Regions from separate parts of the Mus musculus genome. Here region 1 is linked to region 2. Evidence: chromatin contacts called from public promoter capture Hi-C data. All regions are on one chromosome and are shown on one strand. Each heading gives the region's core, a stretch centred on a gene start, on an enhancer-like site or on the middle of the called end of the contact. The rest is flanking DNA. Distances are from core to core; before and after follow the strand shown. Region 1 has its middle 22 kb from the start of Plekhm3. Region 2 holds the start of Mdh1b (malate dehydrogenase 1B, NAD (soluble)).

What was found. Promoter capture Hi-C pulls out the DNA fragments that hold promoters and counts their contacts.
Region 1: a contact with region 2 is called in a promoter capture Hi-C map of hippocampal neurons, with 5 times the contacts expected there. The contact joins the enhancer-like site here to the promoter of Mdh1b in region 2. A contact is called at or near these places in 10 of 39 promoter capture datasets (3T3-L1-derived adipocytes, the HPC-7 cell line, embryonic stem cells and 6 more), 3 of 115 datasets of contacts at active chromatin or transcription factors (astrocytes and stem cell-derived neural progenitor cells) and 2 of 9 other capture datasets (adipose tissue and liver).

What each region holds. Positions count from the first base shown.
Region 1 is chr1:64,976,929-64,979,924 of GRCm38.p6, reverse strand. No RefSeq gene overlaps it. Among named protein-coding and RNA genes, the nearest start is that of Plekhm3, 22 kb to the right of the region's middle. Within about 2 kb of position 1,319, at least 40 of the 459 cell types and tissues checked have an H3K27ac peak or open chromatin away from gene starts, as enhancers often do. A contact at or near this core is called in hippocampal neurons, where this site is marked.
Region 2 is chr1:63,728,619-63,731,784 of GRCm38.p6, reverse strand. It overlaps Mdh1b (malate dehydrogenase 1B, NAD (soluble)), which reads left to right and starts at 1,467. Exons shown (of 11, transcript NM_029696.4): 1 at 1,467-1,514. The coding sequence starts at 1,493. Fastkd2 (FAST kinase domains 2) reads right to left here and starts at 1,160. Exons shown (of 12, transcript NM_172422.3): 1 at 1,094-1,160; 2 at 1-385. The coding sequence starts at 298.

The sequences.
Region 1 (2,996 bases), core at 70-2,569, 1.2 Mb before region 2:
ACGATTTCAGGTCCCCAGAACCAATGTAAAAACGGGGCACAGTGGCTTGTGCCTTAACCCCAGCCCTGGAATGCTCAGAGACAGATGGATTCCTGAAACTTACTGGCTACCCACCTAACCCAATCAGATGAGCCTTAGGTTTGGTGAGAGACCTGCCTCAAAAACAGAGATGAGAACAATGAAGGAAAGACAACCAATATCTACCCCGGCCTCCGAATATGTGGGCACACACGCACATACTTTCATTAGTAAGTATATCCATCATACACATACTACATCATACCACACAAACATGCACACACAGAAAAGGGAAGAGAGAGACAACATGAGAAAGGAAGGAAGGAAAAGGAAGGGAAGGAAGGAAGGAAGGAAGGAAGGAAGGAAGGAAGGAAGGAAGGAAGGAAGGGATACTTGGGGAGATGGTTCCAGTGACTGAAATTCTTGCCTTGTAAGTGTGGAGAGCTGGGTTCATATCTCCAGATCTAATCACAGTTATCCTAACAAGCATACCTGAGATCTCATTATTAGAAAAGGGAGATGGCAAAACCCCAGAGGCTTTCTGGTCAGCCAGCCTAGCTATAAAGATAAGCTCCAGGTTCAGTGGAAACCCTAACTCATGATGATGATAATGATGATAAGGAGGAGGAGGAAGAGGCAAAGGGGGGCTTGGGAGATGGTTCATGATGCAAACATGCCAGTTACCCCAGTGCTGGTGTGAAGACAGGCAAATCCATGAGCTCACTGGCAGTTAATCCATCTGAAATGTGAGCCTCTGCATGCACACACATACACACACACACACACACACACACACACACACACACACACACACACACAGGAAGGTGGGCTTGGCTGAGGGTCTAGCTCAGTATTAGAATTCTTACTCTGGAGACTCATTTTCTGTAGGGCCAAGGTGATTTCATGTTTCCATTTCTTTGTATTTTAGTATTTTTGTATATTAAAATTTTCTGCTGGTGTGATAAAGTACGCTAAAATTATATATTATCACATTCAAGCACAGGGAACCCCCTGGAATCTAGGAAGGTCACCTTCGGCCTTTATGTAGGTAAACAACTTATAAACACCCTTGCTTCCTGAAGGCAGTTCCTTCACTGGGCCAAAGGTTTTCTGAGAACACTTTTTTTTTTTTCCTTTTTAAATCATAAAAGCTTCTTTTTTTGGCTGCCAGATGAAATCAGTTTCCACTAAATTTGCAGAATTCTGAGCTTGGCTGATGCAACTTGGTAATAATAGAGTATTCTAAATCTAGGCGTCCGCGGTGTGTGAAACCTCAGATCTGCAGCTGACTTCTAGCTTCCTTTCTTAAGCGGCACGGCGGACATGAGCATTCAGATTGCCCCTGTAAGGATGTCTGGTCCCACTGATGTGAGCACAGTGATGGCGAGCAGCCTGGGTTGATGGTGGTCACTCCAGGGTATCTCCTAGCAACAGAAGACACACCCAGCCATGCTGCTCCCCCACAGGCACCTACTGAGGCTCATCTGTCTCTCTCCAACCAGTAGAGCAGCCTCTGGTTTCCTTGGGGACCAGAGACTGTAGGAGTAACCCATCCATTACCTCTGTAAGCATGCCTGCAGGGCAACGTTAATCTTTAGCTGCCAAAACTCCATTTTCCTCCCCAGTGGGCCTTGAAAAGGGAGGAAGCATCATTGAAGTGGTGTGTGTGTGTGTGTGTGTGTGTGTGTGTGTGTGTGTGTGTGTGTGTGTGTGTGTATTTGTATGTGTATAGCACATGATATGTTTGTGTGTCCATGTATGTGAAGACATGTGTGCATTTGTTTTTGTATGCAGTCCAGAGTTTCAAGAAGTCAGGGCCTTCCTTGATTGTTCTTCACATTTAAAAAGTTTTCTTTTGAGATAAGGTCTATTTGCCTTGGCTGGCATAGAACCTGCTGTTTAAAACAGGTTGGTTTCAGCCTCACAGAGACAGTCATACCTCTGCCTAACAAGAGGTGGGAGTAGAGATATGTGCTCCATGCACCACCCCCTTTTGGGGACAGGATCTGACTATGTAGCCCTGGCTAGTATGAGAGATTAACCTGCCTCTGCCTCCAGACTTAAGGTGTGTGCCACCCTGCCTGGCGATCCACCTTGTGTTGTGAGGCAGAGTTTCTCGCTGAACCCAGAGTTCACTGGTTCAAGATAGAATGGCTGGCCAGTGAGCTAGTTATAGGGACCCATCTTCTCTGCCCTGAGCAGATACTTGGCACTGGAGATCTGAATTCAGGTGCTTGTCCTTGCACAGTAGAGACAACCAAATGAGCTGTTTCATAATCTTATAATGTGTGTTTCCTGAGGCCGGATGCATGTGCACTACAAAATCTGTGAAGAGAAGTTTACCCATCAGGAAGAGTAAGAACGTGTTTCTAATTCTAGCCCCCAAACTAGAAAATTTCTTAATCTTTAGAAAGATTAAGAAGTCTCAGTCCCTGCATCAAATGGGAAAATAGAGATGTGGGTGTCCCCAAATACAATAGTCATCAGAGCCTCGCAGGCAGCAAGCTTTATTGATAAATTAAAAACAGTCACAAGGGATAAGACGGAGTACTTCAAATCACTGTCTACACCATCACAAATGTTTATTTACTTAATTGCTTACTTATTTATTTTAAGAGTGGGTCTTGTTATGTCAGGGCCTTGCCAGGCTGGTCTTAAACATACTGTGTAGCCTAAGCTGTTGTTGATCTTGCAGCCATCCTGTCTCAGCCTCTCAAATGCTAAGGCTGTAGGTGTGAGTCACTATGCTTAGCTCATAAGCATTTATTAAACACTTGGGTCCCAAATACTGTCTTAAGCATGTAGAAAGAAATAGAACATGAAACCAGACCTAATTGTAACTGAGTAGGGTGGCACATCCCTTCAATTTCAGCACTAGGGAAAGAGAGTCAAGTCAGGAAGATCAGGAGTTCAAAGCCAGCCCCCATTCCATAGCAAGTCTACGCTACCAGGCTTCAAAACAACAAAACAAATATCTG
Region 2 (3,166 bases), core at 218-2,717:
ACAGTCTTCTAGGACAAAGCAGCCTATCAGGTTTAAAAACGGCTGAATGGCTTATGCCTTTAGTTTGAATACAACCATCTACTGATTTAGAAATAAATATATCCTGAAAGAGGTATCTAACAGATGGTTGCAATCCCTCATCAAAAACATTTAGCCGATGGTTTCTTGGGTTCCATTTTGAATGAATAACCTCTGGTCTGCAAGTTCCCAATGGATCTATCCTCAAAGCTCTGCTTCTTGGAAGTAACGTACTGAATCGTCGGATGGTCCATAACAAGGAACGTGCTTTGCTATTCATTCTGCTATCTATTGGCACACTTTCAAATACCCAAGATGCAACGCAAGTTGCCGTCTTTCTAAAAAAGAGCACATGCTGTGGACTGTCCTGTAGAGGATAGGTAAATAAAAGAAATAATGGTTAAAAACTGTTGCTTAAATAAGGGAAATGCATCTAACAGGGGCTTGCATGGGCACCGACGAGCCGCTAGAGTTTTATATTAAAATGGAACATGTCCTCGGTATGCTTCCTCCACGTTTATTTCATCTTTGTAAAAGTACCCAGGTCAATCACTTTAGCAGTTGTGGATAAAGTAGTTTCAATCAGTCAATCAATAAATGTGGATAAAGTAGCATAGATAGGTAGGTAAACTGAGAGATAGAAATAGACAGCTAGAAAGATAGATAAGACAGACAGAAAGATAGATAAGAATGTCTTGTGTAGGTGTTCAATATCGGCTAAGGAGAACTTTGTTAACACTACTTTGGAGGCCTTCACTGAAAACTGTATCATTGATGGACACTTCAGATCATCTTGCATTGGCCAAAAGCGAACTGTTAAGAAAACGTACTCGGACAGGTCGGTCTTGGTTAGGGACGGAATTAAAGAAAAAAAGCGATGTCCTTCCCGCCTGAGAATCTACAATCAGCCAGGTTCATCAAGATCCCGGAACCGGAGTCGGTGTCTTTCCGCAAATGGGCCGCCCAGCACTGCCCTAAACTTAAGACCCAGGCCACTTCCCAAACTTTTCTCCCCTAGGTAAAAAGACAAGTACGATCCGGCCCGCGATTCCGCTTCTGCTTGCCATCCACTCACCTTCGAACAGAACCCCGTGACTACACATAGGCGCAGCCATGACAGTTCCTCCTCAAGCGGCGCGTCTGGTGACGTATTACGGATTCTTTTATAAGTCAAAAAGCATCGGTTCTCAGCGACCGCGGAGGCCATGTGCAAATAGGGAGGAAAACCTTCCAGAAAGAATAGTTTCTATTCTCTGATGAAAAGATAGAAGCGAGAGCCTTAGGAAAACACGGAGCTTATAAAGTTCATCTATTGTTGTTTATGGAAACTCAAAACATTCAAATAGTGACTTTGAACTTTTAGCCCCTGGCGGTGCAGCCTCTTTTGAACGCGCCTGCGCCAGTTTTAGTACCCGCCGCGGTTGCCAGGAAACCGTGACGCCACGGTCCCAGTTTCTAGGTCTTGCTAGAAATCATGGCCAAATTTGTGATCGCGGGTGAGTGCTTCTCTAGTAAGCCCACAGATCTCTTCCCATGGGTGGTCAGCCTTGTTAACTGGCTTCTGTTCTTCAGCCCCATCCTTTAGAAGGATCATCTCAGGCTTTCTAGGCATTCATTTAAAGACGCTTGATACACAGTGGCAATGTGTCAAAGTCAGATGAGCAATGGGGACACGTTGGGGAAAATTCCCACCTCTGCCCTTGGCCAGTTTTAATTCCCACAAAACGTATAAGGGGTACAAAACGTATAAGGAATTCCTCTGATCTGCTGTGACTAATGTAATGATGGACAACTGCACAGGCCTCGGCGGGGTTGGCGGGAAAAGGAGCATAAGGAATGGATGGAGAGAAGGAAATAACTAAGCTATTAAAGAAACCAACCTCCAGATAAAGGCAAAGAGCTAGAAGATCTGTAGTCTAATGGAGGACCTGGATGTGGGAATGTCGCAGGGCCTGGGTTAGAATTACAAAATATAAACTAGATATTTAGTTTAAACAACAACAACAACAAAAGTTTGTACTAAATCTTGAACAAAATTTAACGAATTTAGGTAAAAATAATGTCAAAGTGTCAATTCGTCTACATTTTTAATGTAGACCATCTTGACAGCTGGAAGCAACACCACTACTTACTGGAACAGGCTGTTGACTGTATCTGCTTCCTCTTCTTTCACCAAGTATCTTTTTTTTCCTTTTTATTATTATTTTTTATTAGGTATTTATTTCATTTACATTTCTAATGCTATCCCAAAAGTCCCCCACCCACCCACTCCCACTTCTTTCACCAAGTATCTTAAAAGAGCTCCCTACTGTTCTATCCTTCCTTCCACTCAGTCTGGCTTCTCCTTTGGCCTTCCTATACAAACTATTTTGGCCACAATCACTTCTTTATTACACAATTGGAATTTACCATCCCTTTGGAAGTACATCTTTTGCTTCACTATACATTCAGATAAATATTTTTTTTTTTAGCACTAGAAAACGGGATGGTGGGAATACATACAGTAAAAACTTTCAGGACACTTTGTATATAACAGTAACAGGTCAGTGTTCTGGAGGAAACAGTGGTTGTGATGGTTTGTATATTCTTGAGCCAGGGAGTGGCACCATCTGGAGGTGTGACCTGATTGGAGTAGGTGTGCCACTGTGGGTATGGGCTTAAGATCCTCACCCTAGTTGCCTAGGAGTCAGTCTTCCACTAGCAGCCTTTGGATGAAGATGTAGAACTCTCAGCTATGCCTGTACCATGTCTGCTTGGATACTGCCATGTTCCCACCTTGATGATAATGGACTGAACCTTTGAACCTGTAAGCCAGCCCCAATTAAGTGTTGTTTTTATAAGACTTGCCTTGCTCATAGTGTATGTTCACAGCAGTAAAACCCTAAGACAGTGGTATAGGGTCTACCTAGCCAAGGGCTTCCCAGAGGGAAAAGTGATTAAATAGATGCCTGAACAACTACAGTTACCAAGCAGAGAAGACTCGGGAAGAAGCAGAAAAATTTACTGTGGATAATAGGGAGTAGAGCTGGAGTGTGAGTATAAAGATCATATATGGTTGTGAATGGAAACGCAGAGCACTCAGGTAGTATCTTTGAACCCCTAGCTCTTCTGAAAGAGCCTGAGCTGCCCTTGATGGTGCAGTTGCTGG